3 separate regions of the Mus musculus genome follow, and all the other regions are linked to region 2. Evidence: chromatin contacts called from public Hi-C and HiChIP or PLAC-seq data. All regions are on one chromosome and are shown on one strand. Each heading gives the region's core, a stretch centred on a gene start, on an enhancer-like site or on the middle of the called end of the contact. The rest is flanking DNA. Distances are from core to core; before and after follow the strand shown. Region 1 has its middle 140 kb from the start of Samd5. Region 2 holds the start of Samd5 (sterile alpha motif domain containing 5). Region 3 has its middle 150 kb from the start of Gm48750.

Region 1 (4,006 bases), core at 348-2,847, 140 kb after region 2:
TGGAGCCCTGCTTTATGGCCCTGGAAGTCCTTTGAGTTTCATGGTTTGATGGCAGACCTGAGTTTATTTGGGGCAGTGTTTTCTTTTATAAATGACTCGGCTTCTATCAGAGCACCTAAGAACATTCTTCCCAGATTTCTCTCTAACATAGGGGACCAGGAGATGAGAAAGTTGCAGATTGGCGACAAATGTTAAACTTCTGCATGACACTGGGCATGGCTTCACAAATTCTTCTTAAAGACTTCCCCAGTAAAAGAACAACCAAGAAAGAAAGCTCAACTCTTGATATTCTAATGACCTTCACCTTTAAGAAGTATTTGTAGTATTTGCATGATGGAATGTATACTTAAAACACCAGCACTCAAGAAGCTGATGCAGGAGGATTGCCACATTCAAGGCCAGCTTGTTCTACATAGCGAGACCCTGTCTCCCAAACAGGCAAGATAATCAATAAAGAAGCAACAATAACAATAAAAACAAAATTCATTTGAAAGCCTTACCTTCGCAGGCTTTTGCCAAAGAGTAAATTAAGGCAGGGAGGGATTGTTTTTCATGGGAAAGAAGAAAATGCATAAAATATTTTGGAAAGCACACCTGCTGTCATTATAGATCAAAATTATACACAGCATTGTCATTGAGAACAATATCTGTTAAATCTTAAGACAGGCATTCTTTGAAACAGATCAGAAATGTCTTAGAAGTGTGGGGACATCTTATGACCTTAGAAGACATTATTAGTCACTAAATTAGTCAGTATTCTCAATCAAGTACCCCCCACCCACACACACACAAACACAAACACAGACACAAAATAAGGACTAGCTAAAAGCTGCAAGGTGCTTTAAAAATGCTTCTTAGTTGGGCCTGGATGTTTGCCCTTCATCTGGGTGCATAGTTTCCCCATTTCTGTGGTCTGTGAAAGGTCTTCGACGGTTTGACCCCTTCCTTACTTATTCCCATATTTCCAAGAGTCAAGTGGCAGGTAGTTCTCACAGCACTGGGATGAGGATGCAGTGGGATTGGTGTAGCTAACCATGGCCTCTGGTTGTAGTGTGGTTCTGACAGTACAATCCAAACTAAGAGCAAAACAAGGTCAGTATTTGATGAATTCACACACGTCTCTCAGTTAAACATTTGAAGTTCATCCGATGCGTAGCTTATCAAGCTTCGGGGACAGAGAACAAATGAGGTTGTAAGTATCTCTTCCCAGTGAAGCCTGCTGCTGGCAGACCTCGGGGACACCCCATTCCTCTGGGCAATGGACAACCAGCCTCGTTGGAGCAGGAGGGCTGGTTTGTTTTGATAAATTGACCACAAATGAGAAACTGAACATTTGGAAACAGAAGGAGGCAGATGGCTTCTAACGTAATATGTGGAATTGGTGAAGGACTTGAAACTTAGATATGAAACTCAGGAATCTGGTCACTGGGTTATTCAGTAAGCTGTATAATAATAAATGCATCCCCTCTGGAGGTTGCGGTGTCTGCCAGCCACTTGATGAGCACATATCAGTGTCCCGGGACCCCTCAGGTCATGCTCTGTACTGGGGTGGGACTATCCAATCAGAAAGGCCTTGGTTTGCTGCCAGTAATGAAGTACAATTTGGGGCCCGCGCTGTTTCTTTGATTGTCCCAGAACATGACTCCATAGAACTGCCTGCTCTGCTGCATTCCGTTTTGCATGCGTTTAATCGTCTCAATCTGCTGTCAGCTCCTCTCCAAGCCATGTGCATAATTGGATACATGTACTGCAACAAAAAGATCTACTCTGACACCTGCCACTTTAAAAAACAAGTGCAGGGAAAGAAGGGCGAATATTATAATAGTCAAATGTATTTATTTTGACAAGTGTGATTCAGTTTTAATTATTAATATTTCACAGAATAGCAGTAACTGTCTGGTAAGATATTTTGTAAAAGTGATGATGATCTCTGATAATCTGTCATTACTGGATTAACATACCTCTATGCAATTAAGCCTTTCATCAGAGTTTTAGTGTGAATTACCATGCAGCTAGAGAGGAATGCAAGTATTAGAATTAATAGTAGTATTGTATTGGCTAGGCTTTACATCAGTAATTGAAAACATTTCACTATTTATGCATGTGTGTGTGTGTGTGTGTGTGTGTGTGTGTGTGTGTGTGTGTGTATAGCTGACAGAGATGGACTTTGGGAATCTTCCCGAATTGCTTTTCCTGTTAGTTTTGGGATACAGTCACTCACTGAACCTGAGCTCTCAATTTTAGGTCTGCCCAGGATCTGCTTGTCTTCCGATCCTCAGCATGCCTTGTATTTTCTGTGGGTGCTGGTGATCTGAACGTAGGTCCCAGACCATGCCTGTACCACATGTGAAGGGGCTTTGCTCAATGCCATTGCCCTAGTTCCTGATGTAGAATTTTAAAATCATTAGCACTGTTATTCTAGAGTGGAATTCTTTTTACCTTCCCTTTCTTCTTTTTTTGTTTTGTCTTGTTTAAGAAATTTGAATATTCGGTCTTTTGGAAATCTTATAGCAGAATATTGCATCTATTTCTAATTAAGCTATGTGAACAAAGTCAAGCTAAGAAGGACCAGGCAGGGCTCACCCTCGGTTTTGGTTTTCTTGTGACTAAGCAAAGAGAACTGCTGGCAATTCCTCATCCATATGTTTTTTTTTTTTTCTCATTGCACCTTCAATGAAAACAATAATGTCTCCCTTCCATCTGCAACATCGCCACTGAGGTTTCCTGGTGCTGGGTTTCCTTGACTGACTTCAAACCGTGAGAAGACAGCCCTGAGAGGGGCATCTGGCCCCTCCCCCATGACCACAACCCTTTCATAGCCTAAAAATCTGATTTGGTTTAATTTGTGCTCAGCAGTGTCAGCTCTGTCAGAGGAAAGAGCACCCCTGCTGACAGCAATCATTACAACTCCAGGGGACCAGCAGAGATATATACACCATAAGGCATCTTCCAGAGTGGGCCAAACTTGTCCTTACACTTTTAAGACCTAAGTACTAGGCAGGTGGATTGCCTGTATCCCAGTTTCTTACTGACACCCAAACCAGGCTTGTATATGATCCATTTATAGAAAAATGTTCCTATATCACAGACAGAGCTAAATAGGACAGATGTGTCTACTGATGGCTCTTTTTGAAGTTAAATAAAATGTATGCAAATGGCCAGGAAGTGATGACCCTCACAAAATGTAAATAAGTAAAAAACACAAGCCCAGAAACATTGAATGCTCTGTGTAGATTTAATTAGATTTTCATACTAAACTCTCACGATTGTGTGGGATATTTGAAGAATCGACTGGAAAAAATCAAACTCACATTTAATATGTGTATCCCAGTTATGAGCATGACATCATGAAACATGTAGATTTTTTAAATTTTATAGGCTCACCACAAAAAAATTTCTAAATCCTGTCAAAGAAAAACTAAAGAGGGCAAAAGGACATATACTAGAGGAATGGCATTCTCGTGTTGCTTCTTGCTTATGCTTGAAAGAGTGTGGTTGGTGTCTTTGTTCTCTGTGTTTGGCCTACTGTAGCCTTTAAAACATTTGCTTGGGGAACAATTTCTTCATCTTGTCCCAGGATTGCAGAGAATCGAGTAGGGAGTCCTTCAACCTTGTTTAACCAGAATGAATATTTGTGCTGTGACTGGGGAACATGTTTGTGGTAATGAAGATTTTCCCCTAAAAGAATGTTTTCATTGTATTTCCTACAGTGTTGCCTTTGTTGCATTTGCAGAGAAATTCAGGCAATGGAACCTACAAGTAGCGTTTAATGCAATTTATGTGATTTCTGCAAGCTTGCTTCTGTTCTCATTTTGCATAGATCAGACTCTAGCCTTGTTATATCCCTCTACCAGATAAACCCCATGATGTCTATATTAATATTTTGAAATTGAGTAGCTTCAGGAAAAAAAAAGACAAATAAAATCAAAATAGAAAGTTGTTGTGAGCCACACAATATGATTCAGTTGGCTGTCTTTTCTTCTTTCTCTTTCTCTTTCTCTTTCTC
Region 2 (3,819 bases), core at 1,097-3,596:
TTCTCTACCCTTTCCTCTACAGTGACCAGACGAGGAGGGAATGTTTCACACATGGGTCTTCCTTTTTTTGTAACATAGCGGATAATACTTCTAAGAGCCACATATACTTAGACATAAATGCAGATGCCTGGCATATAGTACCAACTTCCGAAGAAGCATTTACAGAGAACTTCTGTTCCATTGAAGCAGACTTGTTTTGAAAGTACTGCAATACCCACCTCACCAAAACCCAACGGTTTTCATGACAAAGCATTGAGATATAAAGGTACACGCGAGGGCATTATCTGTACATTACGAAGGCAAATAGGAACCATAAAGCCCTCTTCTTCCTTCAGCCGAACAAAACAAGTTTGGGACTTGGGCAACGCCTTAAAATTCCAGCACTTGGACACAAGAGGGCACTGTGAGCTTGCTTTGGCAAGGGACGGAGGGCAAGTTACAATCCGTGCTAGGTAGGGAGGGTCCGGGGTAACCCAGAGCCTTGCTCCAGGATCAGAACCATAATCTAGTCTCTGAACACGGAAACGCGGGTGATCTAGGACTGCGGGCAGACACGGCTCCGTGACTACCCGCGTTGTAGTCTTTCTTCTTCCCAAACAGAAGGTTCTTCCTGGTAGCTATTTTTCAGTATGAGACGTTTGGATCCAGGAGCTTGGGACTCAGCATATAGGCCCCAGCTATTGTAGAAATACGGGACGCATTTTGGGTTCACCCATATCAGGTATTTTACAGACCATAAAGGAGAGAGAGAGAGAGAGAGAGAGAGAGAGAGAGAGAGAGAGAGAGAGAGAGAGAGTTAGTTTGATTCTCAGTGTCTGTCCCAAGAGGGGTTTAAGCTTCACTAATTTAGTGGAAACGTGGCACAGAGAGTCCCTTACCCACAGCCAACGGTCCTGGAGCCACGGGGAACGACTCTAAAGCCACGGATGGGCAGTGCCATCATTAGTGTTGTGCCTAGAGACAGGTAGGGCCCCAGAAGGACTCTTTCAGGAAGGGTATTGGCCAGGTCTGGCTCTAGAGTGAAGCTGAGTGTTACTTTTGTGAAAAGGAAATTGTTGCTGCCTGCAAGGTTTCTTAAGGTTCTAACTGCTTCCCCAAAGATCAGACGAAGTGAAAAGAGGCCTAGGAACTCCGGGGGGTCGCCCTTCTCCTCCCCACTCCCCCGCCTCCATTCAAAGCTGGGCCATGGGCACCAGGAGGGAATCTCGGTTAATTTTGTTACTCCCATCTAGGCAGAAGTGCTAGATGCCCTAGTGTTCTCTTTAACACAGCTGCGTGGTGGTGTATGTGGTGGTGTATCAATTAACACGCGACCCTGGGGCAGAGAAGGGGGAGTCGGCTGTGGTCCCTGTCTCGGAGGCAGAAAACCTCTCTTGTCCCTGGGCAGGGAGCCACCTGGGGCAGAAGAGCTGTAACGCGAAGTGAATAGAAAGCAAAAAGGCAGGGAGAGATTGAGGGGGTCTGACACAACGCGGTGTGCTTGTGTGGCTGGAAGGAAGGTGGGGGTGGGGAGGGATGCCGATCAGGTAGGGATGCGCTGACCGAGGAGGAGAAAGTAACAACCCACCCCAAACTTTCGCAGGTCAGATGGCCTTGGAGGGAGAGGCAATCGGGAGCAGTCGTGCCCCTCCCGACACCCACCCGGTGTGACTAGTTATAGCGAGGAGGGGCCTCGCGCCCATCAGGCTGGACAGTCCCCACGTCGCTCCCACCCTGCTGCCAAAACGCAGCTGCTTGGGGCACAGAGCGCAGCACCACAGAGCCAGACACACCGTGCCTGTGGAGCCTTAGCAACCCGCTCCTTTGAAAGGACATTCTACGTGCATCGGGAAAGGAGAAGGGACACTGGACTCAACAGCTTCTCTCAGGACCAGTGACCGGGTCCTCCCCTTGGACACCCAGGCGAGAGTACCCACTGGCTTGGGAACTGAGCGAAGAAAAAAAAATCTAGGGGTTTGGAGAAGTCGGATTCAAAAGAAATGTCGAAAGATATCCAGGGCAGCCACCGGAGTCCGGAAGCTTAATAGCCACCGGGTCACCGTGACCCCGGGAACGACAGTGACTGACAAGCGCACAGACCAGGCGCTCGCCATCATCCACCGGTCTGCCCGCCGGAGCCGCCTCCACGGCGTGGGACCCGGTTGCAGACGTCCACGGAGCCGGCCAGATAGCGACATGCAGCGAGCACTCCCCAGACTGCCCCAGCTGGGGAACCTCCTGGGCGGCGCAGCGCGACGGTGACCCGCGCGGGTGCGAGGGGTGTGCCCGGCCCCGCCTGCGCGCCCCTCCCCGCGGTGGCCGCGCATCCAGGGGCGGCGCGGAGCCCAGCCGCTCGCCCAGCCGCCAGTGCCCGCGAGCGCCGCGCCTGCTCGGGGAATCCACTTCGCCGCTAGACGCTCCTCGTTTTCTCTCGCTCCCTCCCCGGCTGCTTTCTATGGCTCTGACTCTGCGGCCGGAGCCTAACCACTAAGGGAGAAACTTTTCCTGCTGTTTCTTCTCCCCACCCCTTTCCAGGAGAGGATTAAAAGTTGCAAGAACTGGTGCCGCCCGTGTCACTTGGGTACTCGCTGGCGAGTTCCGAGTCTCAGCCATGTGCACCAACATAGTTTACGAGTGGCTGAAAGCGTTACAGCTCCCACAGTACGCTGAGTCCTTCGTGGATAATGGCTACGATGACCTGGAAGTGTGCAAGCAGATCGGAGACCCGGACCTGGACGCCATCGGGGTGCTGGCTCCCGCGCACCGCCGGCGCATCCTAGAGGCTGTGCACCGGCTGCGGGAACAGGATGCGGCCGCTGCCGGCCTCTACTTCACCCTTGAACCGCAGCCCGTGCCACCGGCACCGCTGGTAGAAGCGGTGCCCCCAGGCCGCCGGGGGGAGCCATGTGGCAGCTCAGCCCAGGGCACTCGCGGGGACCCCCGTGGCCAGCCGGGCGCTCCCTGCAGCAGGGAGCTGGTGAGCTACCCTAAGCTGAAGCTGAAGATCATGATCCGGGATAAGCTGGTCCGCGATGGCATCCACCTGAGCAAACCCCCATACTCACGCAAGGTAAGGAGGCCCCGCCAGGGCGACCTTGGGCATGGCGGGAGGGAACCAGGCCTGGAGCTTCTGCAGCGGCTCAGCAGTCAGTCTAGGTGACAATTGAGAAACCAGGGTGTTCGGGGTGTCTGGTTCTCCCGTTTTCTGCGTTATCTATCTATTCCTTCTGTGCTGGCGTCTCTAATAATAGCTGCTCACTCATATTTTGCATGTAGACAACTCTTAACAGCACCCTAGCATATGGGCTCGATTGTCAGGTTCTGAGCAATGGGTGCTTGCTTTTGGTGGCCACCGGGAAATCCTAATGCCTCTGGGAAATCCTAATGCCTCTAGTAGTGTCTGGCTTGGAAGAGTGAAAAAAAAAAAAAAGATGGGTCACATCTGCCTTATTTTCAACCTTCCTCTTTTTCTTTACTTTTTTCTTCTGAGTTTTGAGAAACTTCCAAGAGGAGTGGGTGACTATTGCCAAAGGAGTAGGGGAATTCAGGGCCTGCTGTTCTCAATTCCATGCTATGGAGAAGTGTCCCATTAACAGGAACCTATGTGTGTGTGGTGGTGGTGGGGGGGGGGGGCGTGCTAAACACAAAACTTGTGCCTATTCACAGGAGGCTCCTAAAGCTTAAGGATTCCGGGTAATGGGATGCTGAGCAAACGGGTCATCTGGGGTCTGTGGTATCACTAGTGATTCAGATGAAAGGAAGATAGATTCTTTTCAAAACTCCAAGGCACATGTGTAAGGAAGGCCAGGAAGAGGTGACATTTCAGTACCTAGAAAGCAA
Region 3 (3,608 bases), core at 371-2,870, 170 kb after region 2:
ACAGTTTCCTGGGGAAACTACTTAAGAAGAAAAAGGTTTATTTTGGCTTATGGCATCAGAGGTGTGTTAATTATTAGAGTGGTTCCATTACTATGGGCCTGAGACAAGATAGAACATCCCAGCAGGTAGAATTATTGGAGCAAACCAGCTCACTGCATGGTACACAGGAGGGACAGGCCCCAGTGACTTTCTCCAATGAGCCCCTAGATTCTCCAGCTCCACTACTTCCTACTGGCCAATTTAAGTTTTGAATTAACCAATAGATTGAACCATAGATTAGGTTAGCACTCTTAACGTTCCAGTCACTTTCTAGCTGGCAGCAACACTGGAGCCTGTGGGGGCCATTTCATAGATATAGCCCAATAGTTTCCTTTGTCCCTCATGGCCTAGCCTATATTACCTTATCCTTTGACACCCCTCAAATGTGGTGCACTCTGGGATGTTCAGTCATAGCCCTGGTATACTGAATGCACTTTGGACTCATGAGTATTTGGGTATAGGATAATCATCTCATTCATTAATCCTTTCACGTATGCTTTATGTGTACAAAGCATCCCCTGTGTCAAAGGCACACACGTAGTTGAAGCTAGTGTTTAACATTTAAACCTATTTTATCCTCTCAAGTGGTGAGATTATAAGTGTGAGCTACCACATTCAATTTAGAGAAAAACTTCCCCATATAATCTTGTTTAGGGAATTGCTCTAGCCTGATTCATCCTTCAGCCAGAGTTCCCACTGTCTGTGTGATTTGACATTCTTCAGAACCTACCACAAAGCAAGAGCACAGTTCATGGTATCTGCATGTCTGCATGAGCTACATGCGTGATGGTCAGACACAAGTAAGGAAATGTTTCCTGCTACAGAGAAGCAGTTCTTGAAGAAATGATGCTTATAGTCTTCTTTGCCCCGCCTACTTGTTCTGTGGCTTTGAAAGGTTTTAGAAGTCATATGAGAACTCTTGAATGCCAGTTAGCATTGAATAAAATGCGCCCCCCCCCGCCCCCGCTAATTATAATTATACTAGCAGTGAACTAAACAGTTGGGGGTGAAAGAAATTCTGATGATGTTAAAAATGCAAATAGTTTTCACACCAGATTAATTCATTTAACTAACAAGCCCAGCCTTTAAACACTAAACATTTGAGTGTGAAACGTTTTTATTCACTAGGGAGAGTCAGCATGAATGGAGGCTGTTACCCATTCCTCTGTCGGCAGTAATTCTAGAATGAACAGGCTGTGTATTGTTAGCTAGTTATTAACCAGCAAGTTGCAGATCCGTTCAAACATTGCAGAGTATAATTTATATGACTCAGAGTAGCAAGACACAGGGCTCTCATGATGCCTGAGGTCAGCAGAGCCAAGTCACACACATGCATCAGAACGGAAGTTTGTGTTATCTGCGTTTGACTAACATTTGAATTAAATGTTTTACAATTGAATCAAAGTGAGGTTGAAATTCATTATTGATGCTGATAGGCAGCCCTAATTACAGGAAGTAAACTGCCCTTCCAATTTCACTGCCATAGCCTGAGAATGTGGCAATCAGTTCTTTGCAGTGGTGGAAACTGTGGGCCTCATTTCCGGAAGACAGTTTAGTGTTTAGTCATCTGTTTGATATCTGGGATTTTTATTTGATTTTTTAAAAAAATTGCTCTTGTTATTCTCAGGCTCTATATTCTTTGTCATGGAAGCATAAGATTGTTCAAAACAGAGCCAGTGAGCTAGCTCAGCAAGTATCAGCCCTTTCTGCAAAGCCTTACTGTCTACCAGAGTTTGAGTCTCAGGAGCCATCAGCAGAAAGAAAGAACTTACTCCTCACCTTGGTTGTGACTTCCAGCTTTGTGACTGTGTGGGATTTCTTCTGTCTCCTTCACCTTTATATGGGCTTGGGAGATGGAACTCAAGTGGCCAAGTGTGGGAGGCGAGTCTCTTTAGCCCAAACCATCTTCCAACCTGAAACATTTTATTTGTTTAATTTAATATAATTTAATTTAACTTAATGTTTTTGCTTGCTGTTGTTTTAAGTACAGAAAGTCTACTTCTTCTGTTTCTGTGACATTCTGAACTGCCATGCTACATGTGCTATGTCATGTGAGCCAGCTGCACAGGTGAGCATTGTACTCTGGACCACCAGTGTTTGATGTGTACTAAGCAAAACCGCATCCTGCGCATGGTCACTGGTGCTCAGGTCTTGATCAGCAGAGGTCTCAGTGAGTCTATATGAGAGTGTGTATCCTAGTCTTCAGTGAAAAAGCTCTAGTTCTAGCCCCATGATTTCCCAGAGCACAGAGCAACTGGCATATTTAAACAGTATTACTAGAAAGGAAGATAAAGGCAAGCAGGATCTGCTGGTGGGAAATCGAAATCACAGATTGAATTATGTTCTTGCCCAATTCTTGGCTAATGGACTATGAGTGGAGCAGACCAAGTGCCAGCAGAGTACAGCCTTGCACATTAAATAAAAGCTATCTGATTGAAGAGGAAGATAGATTAGGGTGGAAGCAGGGGTCTTGCTAATATGCCTGTTCATACTTGTTTTAGCTGGAAGAAAAACATCTTGAATCTTACATTTTCAGCTAAAAAGTCAACAGTGTATTTCCTGTAGACTACACTGACACCTGTTTCTCAGCTCTTCTACATCGGAAGGGTGAGGTCAAAGAACAATTATAATTAAACATTAAGGGGCCTTGGACACTAATCTCAACATCCTCTCTAGAAGATATGATTAGAGAAAAGTCATGAGATATTTACAAGTGCTAACACAAACAAATGTGTGATAGTTATAAACATTATATGTGAAAATGTCTACCCACATTAGTGAAGTCATAATTATATAGAAGATACAAAATATCTTTAAAACCAAACAATATACTAAAATAGACAGAGCCATTTTTCTTTTGGTTGTGATCATTTATAAAAATTTTAGGTAATCAAATTAAGATGCTCTGGAATAGAGCTTATTAAAAACAAGTTGATCTATCATACTTGCTTTGAATAAAGCAGAGCTTGAGAATTAAAAATAGAATTAAATATATTCAAAGATCAAATGGGGGAAATATATTAGATATATTTTAGCAACACATTTTTTTCCTTAGATGCTGGTTTTAAAATTGTAACCAGACATTAGAAATGCACTTAAAGAATTGGAGGCAGGAAGGAGCCCTATGCTAAGAATACACTGTGCAATGCTTTAACAGTTTAGATGAGAAGCTATGGATCAGTTAGGGAGCATGGGGAGGGGTGTGTTGCAGGAAATATTAAAAATGAGCCAGCTCTGTCCTACATTCTAGCAACCAAATTGAGCCACCAACCTCACAGTTAGATACCACAATACCCAGTAAGCCAGTAAAATCAAAAACGCTTAAAACTTATAATTAACCAATCAGATTTATATACCACAATTTATAAGATGCCAATACAATAATTTCAGAGCCAACTGATAATGATAAAGGCTTTATCCCAATTATTCTAACTTTATGATATCATAACTACCTGTGGCTGGTTCAAGCCACACTGATTCACATTTGGTTCCATTCTCTTTCTTCTCTCTCTCCCTGATGCTCCCTGTCCCTGCAACTCTTAGCTCTGCCTCCCTCTTCCCTGTCTAAT

What was found. Hi-C and Micro-C count contacts between places; a contact is called where the count stands out from the background. HiChIP or PLAC-seq counts read pairs in DNA pulled down with a chosen protein or histone mark.
Region 1: an H3K4me3 HiChIP or PLAC-seq map of craniofacial prominence shows a contact between it and region 2, with 4 times the contacts expected there. The contact joins the enhancer-like site here to the promoter of Samd5 in region 2. A contact is called at or near these places in 1 of 39 promoter capture datasets (the 3T3-L1 cell line), 6 of 484 Hi-C or Micro-C datasets (3T3-L1-derived adipocytes, the HL-1 cell line, the N1E-115 cell line and 3 more), 8 of 115 datasets of contacts at active chromatin or transcription factors (craniofacial prominence, embryonic fibroblasts, embryonic hindbrain and 5 more) and 3 of 9 other capture datasets (adipose tissue, embryonic stem cells and pancreatic islet).
Region 3: a Hi-C map of the N1E-115 cell line shows a contact between it and region 2, with 14 times the contacts expected there. The contact joins the enhancer-like site here to the promoter of Samd5 in region 2. A contact is called at or near these places in 2 of 39 promoter capture datasets (both in the 3T3-L1 cell line), 4 of 484 Hi-C or Micro-C datasets (the N1E-115 cell line, pancreatic cancer cells, psoas muscle and 1 more), 8 of 115 datasets of contacts at active chromatin or transcription factors (SST interneurons, a colorectal cancer cell line, craniofacial prominence and 5 more) and 1 of 9 other capture datasets (embryonic stem cells).

The regions. Positions count from the first base shown.
Region 1 is chr10:9,532,377-9,536,382 of GRCm38.p6, reverse strand. It overlaps a transcript of Samd5 not described here. Among named protein-coding and RNA genes, the nearest start is that of Samd5, 140 kb to the left of the region's middle. Within about 2 kb of position 1,597, at least 8 of the 459 cell types and tissues checked have an H3K27ac peak or open chromatin away from gene starts, as enhancers often do. A contact at or near this core is called in the N1E-115 cell line and craniofacial prominence, where this site is marked.
Region 2 is chr10:9,673,735-9,677,553 of GRCm38.p6, reverse strand. It overlaps Samd5 (sterile alpha motif domain containing 5), which reads left to right and starts at 2,346. Exons shown (of 2, transcript NM_177271.3): 1 at 2,346-3,049. The coding sequence starts at 2,591.
Region 3 is chr10:9,501,648-9,505,255 of GRCm38.p6, reverse strand. It overlaps a transcript of Samd5 not described here. Among named protein-coding and RNA genes, the nearest start is that of Gm48750, 150 kb to the right of the region's middle. Within about 2 kb of position 1,620, at least 48 of the 459 cell types and tissues checked have an H3K27ac peak or open chromatin away from gene starts, as enhancers often do. A contact at or near this core is called in the N1E-115 cell line and pancreatic cancer cells, where this site is marked.